2 separate regions of the Gossypium arboreum genome follow, and region 1 is linked to region 2. The links are chromatin contacts, called in public Hi-C maps. All regions are on one chromosome and are shown on one strand. Each heading gives the region's core, a stretch centred on a gene start, on an enhancer-like site or on the middle of the called end of the contact. The rest is flanking DNA. Distances are from core to core; before and after follow the strand shown.

Region 1 (6,994 bases), core at 2,927-5,426, 60 kb after region 2:
AAATACATGTATAAAGAAAATTTTAAAATAGAAATATTACATAATAGAACAATTTAAAGAAACAATTATACAAATGAATGAAAAACAAATTAAAGCAATATTTAAAAAACTATGTTAAGATAATTTAAAAAAAAACAAAATCTTAAATAAAAGCGAATAAAAACATAAATTAAAAAAAACTCAATTGAAATAAAAATAAGATTAAAAGGACAATCCATAAACAAATAAAATTAATAAAACCAAAGATTAGACTAAGATGAAACATGCACCAATGGTCAGGGATCCAAAATACAAATATCCCAAGCTTTGAAACGCGGCATTTAAACAAGGACCAAATTGCAGCAATGCGTAAATCACAGGGAAAATGTAAAAACAAATAAACAGAATCAAGGCCGAAAAACAGATCAATGCAGGATAGGAGGGACTCGTCGCGCAAGTTGACCTTTCAAGGTGAAAAGGCGCGGATCCGGCCCTTCAAACGGGTCAACGCGCAGATCTTTGTTTACAAACAACGACGTTTCACTTTGTTAACACCAGATCAAAAGAAAGGAAAAGAAAACCTTAAAATTAACACTCATCCACTTAAATGCAAATCAAAAATAAAAAAACCTAAAGCTTATTCCCCTTTATTCATTCGGCCGAACTTAAGGCATCTTTCAACTGCCGATTTGTCTTAATATTCTGCAAATGAACATCGCATGAAAGCCTAATCTGGCCTTGTTTGACCACGAGTCCGAGAGTCTTGCTCAGAAGCTTTAAGATCCTCGCTTAAGCTTCGATTACGACGAAGCAAGCAAGGACATAAAGGAGCCAGCATTAAGGTAAGTCCCTTTCTCACTATTTTTTCTGTGAAAAATCTATATGTAAGAACAAAGAAGAAAAAAAAAACTAAATTAGAACACGGAAAAATGAATATGAAATCACCTTAGTTTTTCATTGCTTTTTCTTTGTATCTAGTATTTTGTAAAAAAATAGTGTTTATAATGGCTTTTTATAGCCAAAATACATCAAGAATATTCAAGAAAAATAAATAAAAAAATCTTTATTATTTTTTTGTTGTATTTTTGTTATCTGTCGTTATTTGTGTACTGGCAATTTGTTTTGTAGGCATGCACGGCGTGGAGAAGCCGTACATGGTGACGTGTCGAGACTCGGGACTCTGTGGTGCTGGAAACCCTCGCTGAGGAGGCTGCAATATTGGTCCTAGGGTTTCAGTCCCTGAAACCGAAAATTGGGCCACCTGGGTCGGGTTTCAATTGGGTTAAATTTTTGGGCTGTGATAGTTTTCTTGTAAATAGGCTATGTAATTAAGTTTATTGGGTCTGTTGGGCCATAAGTGTAATTTGTAAATGGACTGGACACTTATTATTGGATTTTATTTTGTTATTTTGTTTTGTTTTTTCATTCTGGTTTTGGTATGGGCCCGGGCGAAATGGGCCTATTACATTATGTATATATATTTTATTTAATACTTACTTTTGCTTCCGATCGTTGGTCTAATAGAAGCCGTATATCTTCGAGAGAGGTAGGTATTCCGACATAACTCGCCGAATGGTTCCATCTAATTAAATAAATTTTTAGCATACAATTATATTCTAAATCTACGTAATAATTGTAAAATCTAATTTAAAATTTACCTCGTTATGAGTGGAAATGTATATGGGTGATCCACTTGAGGGCGTAAAAATGGAAAGCGAAACCGTGCCCATGATTGCAGTAGTGATAGGCAACCTCCTATTTTAGCTTTGTTCGGTCGCGTCTCCCCGCACATTTCCTTGTACAATGTTGCCAACACGGCAAACCCCCAACTCAATTCGTCAGCTGCTTTAAAATCTACGAGTTTCAGCAGCAGCCATCTCAGATGTACGAGGTTTCGTGACAAGTCCGGCATCAGATAACCTCCAATCATCTCAAGAATGTATGCCCTAGCATATCGTATTCTTTTGAGTTCAGTCAAATCATTATCCGGCTCTGGGAATGTGTCTCGTAACCAGCCCATCTCGATCCGACCTCCTTTAATATTATCCTGTATAGTACCCAAAAGCTGATAGCATACGGCTCCCTAATCAGTATATGATGCAGACCTGGTGACTGCGTACCCATCCACCGGCAATCCCAATTGCAAATGCACGTCTTCTAGAGTGATAGTACACTCTCCACATGGAAGATGAAAAGTGTGCGCCTCGGGTCTCCACCTCTCTATCAATGCACTGATTAGTTTCGGGTCCAACTTGCACCCCCGGCCTATCGTGGCCACGTGCCAAAATCTCGCTTCCCGCAAGTAATTCTCGATCAACGGCGATGGAGGACCAAATATATTACGGATGTAGCATTGCAACACCCGACCTACAGACTATTATAAAAATTTATAAAACAAAAATTAATTAAAATTGCATAAATTAATTAATACAAACATCATAAATAAAAAAATCAAGCAATATTGAAATTTTAATTATAATTGCATAAATCAATAAAATATCAAATAGAATTGCAAATTTAATTAAATTTGCATAAATTAAAAAATATCGAATAGAATTGAAAATTTAAAATTATCACTTACCATTGTCATTTGATCAATGGAGATGTGCTTATTATCGAGATGGATTAATTCTCTGGCCATTACTAACACGATCGGTTTTTTTAATTTAAAAAAATTAAATTCAAAAAAATTTTAAACAAAGAAATTTGATAGAATTTTGAGAAAATCTCAATGAAATTTGATAGATTTTTGAAGGGAATATTGAAAGAATGTTGAGAATTATGAGAGAATTGTGTGAAAAATAAATGAAGGGAAAGGAATTTTGAGAGAATTATAGAAATTATGAGAGATTTGTGTGAAAAAAAAATGATTTTGGGGGGGGTCTTTTATAGTTTTCTAAAGCATGCTGATGTGGACATGTTTTCGTGAAAAACGGCCTAATCCAGTAAATAACTCAATAAACAGCCCATTTCCGTAATTAAATTTATAAAAGAACCTTTTTGGGTAAAATGGCCGATAAATTGGGCTAAAACAAATAGGTAATCTGAAAGATTGTTGAATAAAAATCATTAAGTAAGTGAGGCTTCGCACAGTAGGATTGTTTTCGAATTGCTTTAACAAATGACTATGTGCAAAATTTCTCTTTACTCCTTTATTTTTTGTTTCTATTTCATTGTCTGTTAAATATCGTGTCTGGACATGCAGATAGACAATCAAATTGAATTTATACGAAATCGACATGTTTTTAAAAAATGATAGGGTCTAATTTTGTATTTCTAATAAAGGGTTTCCTAATTTTTACAAAGGTGGAAATACTGAGGGCTTAAATTATGATTTAGGAATGTTTGAACACTTTTAAATAGTTTAAAAAAAAAACATGGATGGTTTTAAAGAGAAATTTACGCATTCGCAGAAAGCTATAAATCTGTATTTTATTGTTTCAAGTTCATCTTTAAAATTACTATTTCAATTTGACAAAAAATTAGAAGCAAGTTTATTCAGCGAATATAAGGCCTATGATAAAATAAATAGTTTATAAATAATCATTAATTTAAGAAAAATTGTATAATGATGACCAATTAAGAATTGATTTTAATTATTATTATTTAAAATTTGGTTTTAATTTTATACTTAAATAACAATTTTAATTAATAATAAAATTATTTTAAATTTATAAATAGTTTATATCTTTGAAATAATATTAATATTAGCTAAAAGAATAAAATATTTAATAATATGATATTACTTTTAATTGTTAAAATTTTATCAATTTTAGAGCACAACCTGTAATTTAAATATTTTAAATATTTAAATTTACCAAGTTTAATTAATTATTGATACTATGCAAATAATGTATTATTGATATTCTATTTAAAAATAAAAAAAATAGATATATCATGTGTTGTGGCAATAAATTAAGATAAAAAATACTTAAAAATAAGAAGAAATGAAATGAAAGGATGAAATTGATCAGCATCTGGCAATGCGGAGGAAGACAGGTGGGGCCGGGTGTGACGTATGAGAGAAATTGAGGATGAAGTCAGCTGTACCTCAATACAACCCGGGCTTACTTATGTATCATTTACTTCAATTGATTTGTTAGTAAAATTGAGAGATGAAGGTTTTCCCAGAGGGAGTGAATCCTGCCCAACAAATCATGAATTGGAAGCCAATGTGTGGAGGCCTATTTCCAAAGAAGAAGAGATCTGTGAAGAAGATGATGCTCCATTCCCTCATCAATTCCCTAAAACCATCATCAACTTGTACTACCACCATCCGCCTCTGGTATTTCAATTTCATACTCTGTTGAAAGTCTGAGATTTTTTGTTGGTTTTGGGCTTTTATGATGAGCTCTGCTTTGGGTTTTTAATCATAAACATTCGTTTTCATTTTATTGTTCCCTGCAAATTTCATATCACTTTTAAGCATTGCTGCTCAGTCTTTTATTAATTCCGATGAATAGCTTATATTCCTTTTTAAAAGGAAGAGCAGTTGCTGAATGACATGGTTCAACAGCACTACTCCGCTCTGCGCAAAGCTATAGGTAGAAGATTTTTTAATAATTAAAACATTCTGAACCCTACCACTTCAACTGTCTAATCTTAATCACCTCTCCAAAATTTTATTCTCTCAGCATCAAGTAATTAATTATTGGCAAGCCAAGCCTACTGGAATGGCCCTTTCACAATTTAGTCAATACTCAATTTTATCCAAGCTTACTGGAATGGCCTTTTCACAAATTTAGTCAAAACTCAATTTTATCTTTTTTTTTTTTTTGCTTTTAATATTTAGAATTTATATTAAATAAATATATTTCGCTAAAATAAATTTATTTTCTTTTTAAAAAGACACAATATCCAATGAAAGTGCATAAATATATAGGTTAATATAAAATTATTGATACATTATATCGACAAATGTGGAGGAGAAGTATAGAAAAAGCATATTATTCCCCTTTAGATATTTGCAGAATTTTATTATATAGGGTCATATCTCGAGTTAAATTTTAGGTCGAGATTTTTTATTATAATTATATAACAAAAATCAAATTAATATAATTGATCATAAGTGTTGAATTGCAAGGGAAACTTCTAGGAGAGAAATAAACGTTGAAGTTCATTTCATTGGCTCTTGGACGTCCATTGTTAAAATCTCCATTATTGACGCATATTGAGAGAGGTGGGCAGAGTAGGTTTTTCGCATGCCTCCACTTTGACTCAATATAGTGATATTATATTTTGAAATTTTCAAGATAGTTTTGTTTGTCCCCAAAGTAAATGATGTATTTGACCTCCATTCAATAATGCAATACATCATAACGTCTTACGTAAAATTATATATGTTTATTTCTGTAATTATCTTGAGTGGAAGACAACATGCTCAGCTCGAAATCCACCATCTTCCAAACAAAACCCACCTTGAAATGGCAGGAATAAGAGTTTTACGAAATTAAATCATGTTACTTTATGGATGTACCAGATTAAAGGTTTATTATTATAAATTGATTTTTTTTTTTACTTAATAGGGTTATACATAAAAACACATATAAAAATTATAGCCTTCATCATTTACAGTTTGTATAATTAGGGAAAAAGCTCAAGAGAGAGAAATCAATTTATTGTGTTGTTCTTCTTCATCATAACTTAAAGGCCAACTTCAATTATGCATCAAATAATTCTTAAACTTGTGCCAATGGCCAACTTCAATTCCAATGTAACATCCATGAAAACCTCTTGGTTGTAACAAAATTATTTTGACCAATTACGAGTCGAAGTTTTCAGAATAAGTAAAATGAGATTTATAAGTGTTAGAGGAGAAAGTAGTAGGAGACTTAAGAAAATTTAAAAGACCGATCTATAAACTAAATTGTAAGGTTTTATAAAGTATTGGGGTGAAAGTGAGAAATTAAAAGTAAAAAAGATTAAATTGAATTAATGGTGAAATATGTGAGGACGTGAAGAGCAATTTTATCAAGATCTAGTGGAAAATGACGATGGATAAAGTTTTATGAATAAGTTATAATATTTTATTTTATTATTATAATGATGATGATGTTTTAAAAGAAAGATAAGGAAGATTCTCCATCATCATCTTCTTCTCTTACACGTTACGAGCATTTGGGGAAGAAAGAAATTTTTATTTCTTTTACAATCTAGTCCTTTATCATCATCCCCAAGCTTGAATTCATCAAATTTCTATAGAAACCTTAGATAAATCAAATTACCCAGAAACTAGCAAGCTTAACTTTCAAGATCATAGAAGTGGAGTGTTCATATTTAAAGAGAGAGAAAATCTAGATAATGTGAGAAACTAAGGTTTTGAGGTAAGATTTTCATGATTTGGAAGCAGCATCATGTTTAATATAATTATTTGAGCATGAAAGTGTTGTGGATTAAGAATATTAATATTTCATATTTATGATATTGATATGAAATGAAGAAAAGACAAGGAAAAAGCTACAAGGAGTGTAGATGATAAGTGCCAAAAGTAACATGTTTTAGCCTCATTATTAATGTGTTTTTGGATGATTATTCGATTTAAATGGTGAATTTTATGCTCCTAACCCTTTAAATTCATGTTTCTATACTTAGGAGAGCCTTTGGGGGGCAAAATGAGTGAAAATAAAAAAATTGAAGCAAGTTTCAAGAGCCACATGGGCTGGGCACATATCCATGTGAGCCACACAGGATGCCACACGACCATGTTGTAACATACCTAGCCTGTCTCTACCGCCGGATTAGGGCTACAAAGCATTATTATACAAAACAGAACATTGAACATCAAAATTGAAACAATTATGCAATTCAAGAACTATTATTGAATAACTCAATTTAATTGAAGCAATAATACACTTACGGGCCTTAAATTGAGCTTACGGGGCCCTAAATACAATTTGAGAACATTCTGGGATCAATTTGAAATAAAACAAAAAATTTTGGAAAACTTGAAAATTTTGAAAACAAGGGTCACACGGCCGTGTGACATAACCTAGACCATGTGGACATTTGAAGTCTG
Region 2 (6,857 bases), core at 3,295-5,794:
TCCCATTATCAGTTCTAAGGGTGTGAATATTTGAATTGAACTGGGTTCGAATCATTGAATGAAAATTTTGGAAGACTCTAGAGACTTCGGATTTTTTTTTAAGGAGATAGACCCAACAAACTCTAGTGTGGTCATCAATGAAAGTTATGAACCACCTAGCCCCTGTGATGTTTTTTACTCGACTGGCTTCCCATAGATCACTGTGGATTAAAGAGAAAGGTTGAGATTGAACATAAGGTTTTAAAGGATAAGGGACATGAGTGTGTTTAGACAGTTGGCAAACTTCACAGTTCAATGAACTTATTTTCTTATTTAGAAATAGTAGAGGAAACAGTTTCTTCAAGTACATGAAATTCGGGTGTCCTAGACTACTGTGCCATAGCATGATAGAATCTTCTTTTGATGTAGATAAGGCTATCCCTTCTTGTGAACTGTTTTTGTTCCAATCAACTTTAGCAGTGCCAATCATCTTCCCCGATTCCTGTTCCTGAACCACATAACCGAAAGTAGAAAATTCAGCAAGTACTTTTTCATCCTTGGTAAGCTTGCTAATTGAGAGTAAATTACAGGAAAGATTTGGAACATGTAAAACTTTATCAAGGGAACAATTTTCAGTAAGTCTAACTGTCCCCATTCCAGCCACTGGCGAGTAAGATCCATTAGCTATGCGAATCCGAGAGTGATCATGACAAGGTAAATAGGTGTGAAACAAACTTAGATTACCTGTCATGTGGTCGGATGCACCCGAGTCTAGTATCCAAGAAGTTATGGTAGGTTCGTGTGTAGTATTTAAAGCAATACCTTGAATAGCTAGTGACCCACTGGCTGTAGGAGTCCTGAGTAGTTTATGAAGAGCCTCAAGTTGAGTTTTGGTTAGTCGAACATCTTGAGCATCTTCTTCAGTAGTAGATATCATTGCTGCCTTGTTTCTTTCTGTTTTTTTTTTCAGGATAGCCATGGAGTTTGACGCATTTCTCCTTGGTATGCCCAACCCGGTTACAGTGGCTACACCATGGCCTATTTGAACCAGAATCAATTCCATTTTTGAACTTTTGAGATTGTGGGCGTCTTGAAATAAGAGCAGAGTTCTCGGAAGGACGATGACCAGCTATGGTCAATGGTTTTAGTTCTCTTGTGTCTCCCAACATAATAAGACGTCGTTTCTCTTCCCTCCTTACTTCAGCAAATGCTTCTCCTATGGTTGGCAGTGTGGTTCTGCCTAGTATTCATCCTCGGACTTCATCAAGATCACGATTTAGTCCTGCTAGGAACTCATAGAGACGCTCTTTGTTAAGATGATCCATGAACTTGGTGTGTTCCGAGCCCTCGCCCCAATCAGCTTCATAATACATGTCTAACTCCTGCCATAAGATCTTTAGGCTGTTGTAATATTGAGTGACTTCAAGTGTTCCTTGTCGAATATCTTTCAACTTTAATTTGATCTCGAATACTTGGGAAGCATTTCCAAGATCCGAGTAATTCTCCTTGATTGCATCCCACATTTCTTTGGCAGTTTTGAAAAAAAGATATGTTCGGCTTATATGATCTTCCATCGAATTTATAAGCCAGGCCATAACCATTGAGTTGTTAAGCTCCCAAGTTGCATAACCAGAGTCTGTTGATGCTGGTCGAGGAATTTGTCCATTAATGTATCCAATTTTTTCTCGACCAAGAAGAACCATAAGGACAGATTGTGACCATTGCAGGAAAATTTTTCCATCTAATCGATGATTTGTGATTATAAGAGAAGAGTTAAGGTCACCTTGTGGGATTCCTTGACTGTGATTTTGAGTTATTTGTGAGATCTCAGTCTCAGAGGAATTTTCGGTGTCACCCATGGGAGTAAGGTTTCTAACAGAGAAAACAAAACAAGAAAAGAGAAGAAAGAGTAGGATCAATTGGATTCCTGATGCTCTTGATACCATGAACAAGTTTAGGAAGAAGAATAATTCTTATTTTTTCTAATCTAATACAGCCTTTTAAAGAAAAGCAGGAAAAAAAAAAAAGAAATAATCTCTAGAAATTAGCCTATCCCTAAAAATTAGTAATTTGATTATGGCTAATAGTACAAGGAAATTCCTAGAACTAAGGTAGAAAATCTGCTTAATTTAAGGAATTCCAACAAAATGTGAGAAGGACATCATTTTGATGTCATCATCAAAATTTCTACTCATATGTTTTTTCTGGAAGCCATCATATTTGATTTGGGCAAGGGAAAACCTTTCCTCTCCAATATTTAAAGTTCAATACATAGATTTCCAAAAACTCAGCTTCTTTGAGCTTTGGCTTGAGGCTTAATTTATGTTTAGCTAAGCCATATGGTAGTTAGCACATCCAGTTAATTAGAATGAACCAGGATGAGTCTTGAACTAAGTCAAGCAGCTGTCAAAATAGCATTTAGTGACACCAATCTGCGAAACCTTTAAACCTTTTTGGCTGGGAAGTAGGAGGACCTTCCACCATGTTTATACAAGTAATAGTACTTAGAACTAAGTAAGAGGGCCTTCCATGGTCTTCCTTGGGTTTCTTTTGTAGCTCATTCATTACTGAGTTTATGAATGCTTTTAAGCTCATCCGTAGACTTTCTACATATGATTTCATATTCCTCTTGCTTTATACTTATGATTCTTAATTTCTTTTCCCAGGTGTGAACCATTCGATACTTATCCTAGAACTTATGACCTATTACATGCAGCAGGTCTTTTCTCTGTTGAGAAAAAGAGGTATATTCATCCTCTTTTCCTGTTGTGTCCTAGTTTATGATAATAATGCACATTCTTAAGTTACGGTTTGTCATTTTCCTTCTCTGGTTGATATAGGTGTAATATGTCAACCATCATGCTAGAGATGGATCGCATGCTGAGACCTGGTGGACGTGTATATATACGAGATTCAATCTCTGTTATGGGTGAACTTCAAGAAATAGCAACTGCAATGGGATGGGTGGCTGTGCTGCACGAAACAGGTGAAGGTCCACAAGCGAGCTGGAAAATTTTGATCTCTGAGAAACGTATGTGATGTGCTTGTTTGATGAATATCTGTAAAACCATGTTAGCTTCACAACTTTGGGAAGTACGTCAAAATCACATATAGAAAGAAGCTGCTACTCCCTGAACTAAAAAGTAAGAGCTGCAACTCGTTCCAAATAATATAAGTATAATCTATTGTTCTATGTATGTAGTAAACATTACTGATTGGTATTACTACATTTGGACGAACATATATTAAAGGATTTCATTTTTCTCTGTTGTATCCCAAGTGTAATTGTACATTACAAAGTTTGCCATTTTAGTACATGTTGAAGTTGTCAATGTCTTACTGATTCTCTTTAGGAAACTGTTCCATGTTTCAGTTGAAGGAATATGTGATTTCATCATGCCAGGAACTTTTAGAGAATGTGTTAGGAAGGATACAACAATTTTACCAATCTTTTTTCTGGGATAAAAGGAGACAAAAAGATCCATCCATTGACAACTTGTAACCCAAGATTTCACCAATAAATGATCATCAATTTTTTTTTTTCTTTCATATCATACTAAAAGTTCATCCATAAACAAAGATTACAAACTCACACTATCCAAATGATAAACAAAGCAAAATCCTTTATCACAATTAACTATGATTTTATTGAAGCATCCTTAAGAACAGCAGTATTAACCTGTTTAGAGAGAGAAGCTTCATATATTTCCATAACGAGTCTAGGATCCTTTTCAACAAGTTCCATATACCCTTCCTTTTTTGTAAGCTTATCAATGTTGTCCATAATCAAACACAAAGCTGCATCGAGCAAGAGCTTGGCGCCGTGCTAGTAAGCAAAGGCATAGGTCATGAGTGAATTATCCCAGTTCAATTTTGATACCAGGAACTTTTCCTAGAAGCCTTTAAGATGCTTCACCTGGTATTTTTCAGTCAAAACAAGAAGATCACAAGCCATTTGCTCATCAAGCCATGATTCTGCAGTGTACAAATAGTTCACAAAGGCTCGCAGAGCATCGTATGATACGTCACTGATCTTGATTGTTCCACTTTTGCTTTCTTCCATCTCATTTTCAAGCATTGCTTTGAATACTGGTGAATGGTTCACCTGGCTTCACATCCAAATATTCATACATAAAACAAGAACCAAACAATTAATGCTCCTAAAAGACACATTTCCTGACTTAGGTCCAGCTTTTTAGCTACTGTAAAAGAAAATAGCCATCATCCAAATGTAATTTTCAAAAATTTCAAGTTGGGTCACATTAAAATTTCAATTTTTTCATTTGAAATTGAAATTAGAGCAGATGAAGCAAATTGGTGGGAGTGGAAGTAGTAGTACCAAAACGGCTTTATGGGCGGGTACAGGAACAGGGGGCAAGCCATCATCGGAAGCGACCAAAACGACGTCGGGGAAGAGGGGACCAGGGGAGGTGGAGGCACCACGGTGGGCGTGATCTAGTGGAGACCAAAAACGTAAAAGGCGACTTTGGCTTTGAGATCTTCAATCTCCCGCTTCAGTTCTTCCTCGGTCTCGCTAGCTTCCTCGTAACACTCCTTGCACGTCCCGGCGTCACGTGCCGTGTACATTTCCTTGCACGATATGCATCTCATCGTCTCGGTGTCGCTCTCGCTCTCCTCCTTCTCCGACTCTGATGCCCGCCCGGTCACACCGATGCCTTCTCATTTTCCTTTTTTCGCTCTACGGGAAAGAATGTGCGGCTTTTGCTATTGGCTGTTTTTTCTTTAACGATTCCCAATATGATTTTTTTATTTCTACTTATTGTTAAACCTTATAATAGTTTGATTCTTGTAGTTATTTACACTTAGTATTTGTAATTGTATTACACTTTTTATAGTTAAAAAAATCTTAACTCATAAATTGTTAATTAAATTATTATTTATTTATTTTTATACTTAATTTTCTTTTGTCATAAATAATATTTAAATTATTTTTCCTCAAGTTGCTACCTTCATTAATCAAACCTTAAACAATTTCTATTTACAAAAAAACTTAACTCACAAATTAATACCTAAATTATAATTTTTTTCAAGTTGATACTTTAACTTTTTTGTCACATGCTACCTAAACTGTTCTTTCATTGCCCATTTGACATCAAAATGTTATTTCATTAAAAATTTCAAGAATAATAAACCCTCACATCATATAATTTTTAAAAAATGATTTTAATTATTTTATTTTCATTTACATTATTTCTCTCTCACACTATATATATATATATATATATATATATATATATTTTTCATTCTTCTTCCATTATAATGACATGTTAGAATTTTAAATAGTATCTAATATAAAATTAGAACCGTAAACCAAGATCTATCATGTCAAATCATCAAGAATAAATAAATAATGTAACTAGATGCTGAAGCGTGCACTGAATCCATGAATTCTTTAAAGTTTTACCGGATTTTGGGGATTTGATCTTCCAAATTAGCACACAAGAAATTCAAAGAATATTTGCTCTCTTTTTCCTAATGATGAGATATTAGAAAAGATATCTTGTGTGTAATTTGGGGACCATAACCCTAATATTTATAATCGTGACATATTAATTCTAATCAAATTCTAATTAGCCCATCATTAATTAGAATATGATTAGAACTCAATTACTAGAGCATTTACACATATTTGACCCATATTTTATTTAATAATTAAAGCCCAATAAAATTTTAACCAAATTAGATCACTTTTAATCTGGGCTAACATATCATGATAGTAAATAATAACATGTAATTACCTTATTATATATGTGATGTCCATATTTTCCAACAATCTTCCACTTGGTCCACATATATATACAAATTACTCTATAATTACATGTCATTATATAACCTTATGAGCTCAAAATTTTACTATCATATCCAAAAGGTATTCCGAACAATCTCGTCTATTAATTATGTTAACATAGAACCAAGGCGACTTTTGTTACATATATCGTAACTAAATCCATCCATGATCACATATATTAACACAACCAAATGACATAGATCAAGTATGGATGTGTAGCATGGAAATTACATGCAATATGATCTAAACATGTCTATTTCCAACTGGTCCTCCTTAGTGAGATCAAACCTTACCAAAATTAGAGTGTGAATAAACCAAATAAACTTTATTTCTGCAGAAAATAAATTTATTATCTTTAAACTGAAATAACTGAAAATGTGTCTATAACATAAAAGCATTTAAAAATACAAACTCCCACTAAAACCAAATATCCTTTAAATGACATTACACCCATATTAGCAATGTGCTCTTATAAAACCTTAGGTGTAGTTCCTTAGTAAGCGGATCCGCAATCATGGAGTTTGTCCTAATATGCTTTATAAGTACCTAACCACTCTGAACTTTTACTTTAACAACCAGGAACTTAAAGTCTATGTGTTTTGACTTTAATGTGCTCCTGTTGCTATTGGAATAAAAGACTGTAATTTATTTTCACAATTTACACCTTAGTGACAAAATCTTGTATCCATATTCCATCAAAACCGGAGTTTATATACCTGATGATCTCTAACTAATTAGATTTCCGATATGTGAGCCTGTAATTTTTTGTTCTCTAAAAAATACCTTATAACCCTTTTGGATGCTATCTAATGGTCCAAACTAGGGTTGCTTAAAATATCTGCCTAACATCCCAATAATATACACAATATTCCAATGTATACAAACCTAAATGTACATTAGATTTTCCATTGCTAAAATGTAAAAAAATCTTATGCATTTTGGTAATCTCAAAATCATTCTTAGGGCATTGATTGAGGCTATACTTATTATTGACAAGAAGTATGTCATTAACATATAAAACCAAATAGAGAACCTTACTCCCACTAAACTTATGGTATATACGATTATC

The links. Hi-C and Micro-C count contacts between places; a contact is called where the count stands out from the background.
Region 1: a Hi-C map of leaf shows a contact between it and region 2, with 4 times the contacts expected there. The contact joins two enhancer-like sites. A contact is called at or near these places in 3 of 5 Hi-C or Micro-C datasets (all in leaf).

Annotation. Positions count from the first base shown.
Region 1 is chr3:124,680,570-124,687,563 of ASM2569848v2, forward strand. No RefSeq gene overlaps it. Among protein-coding and RNA genes, the nearest start is that of LOC108488738, 38 kb to the right of the region's middle. Within about 2 kb of position 4,177, at least 2 of the 2 cell types and tissues checked have an H3K27ac peak or open chromatin away from gene starts, as enhancers often do. A contact at or near this core is called in leaf, where this site is marked.
Region 2 is chr3:124,620,672-124,627,528 of ASM2569848v2, forward strand. It overlaps LOC108489406 (probable methyltransferase PMT10), which reads left to right. Exons shown (of 9, transcript XM_017793943.2): 8 at 2,646-2,723; 9 at 2,820-3,311. The coding sequence ends at 3,018. It also overlaps the pseudogene LOC108489407. Among protein-coding and RNA genes, the nearest start is that of LOC108489406, 11 kb to the left of the region's middle. Within about 2 kb of position 4,545, at least 2 of the 2 cell types and tissues checked have an H3K27ac peak or open chromatin away from gene starts, as enhancers often do. A contact at or near this core is called in leaf, where this site is marked.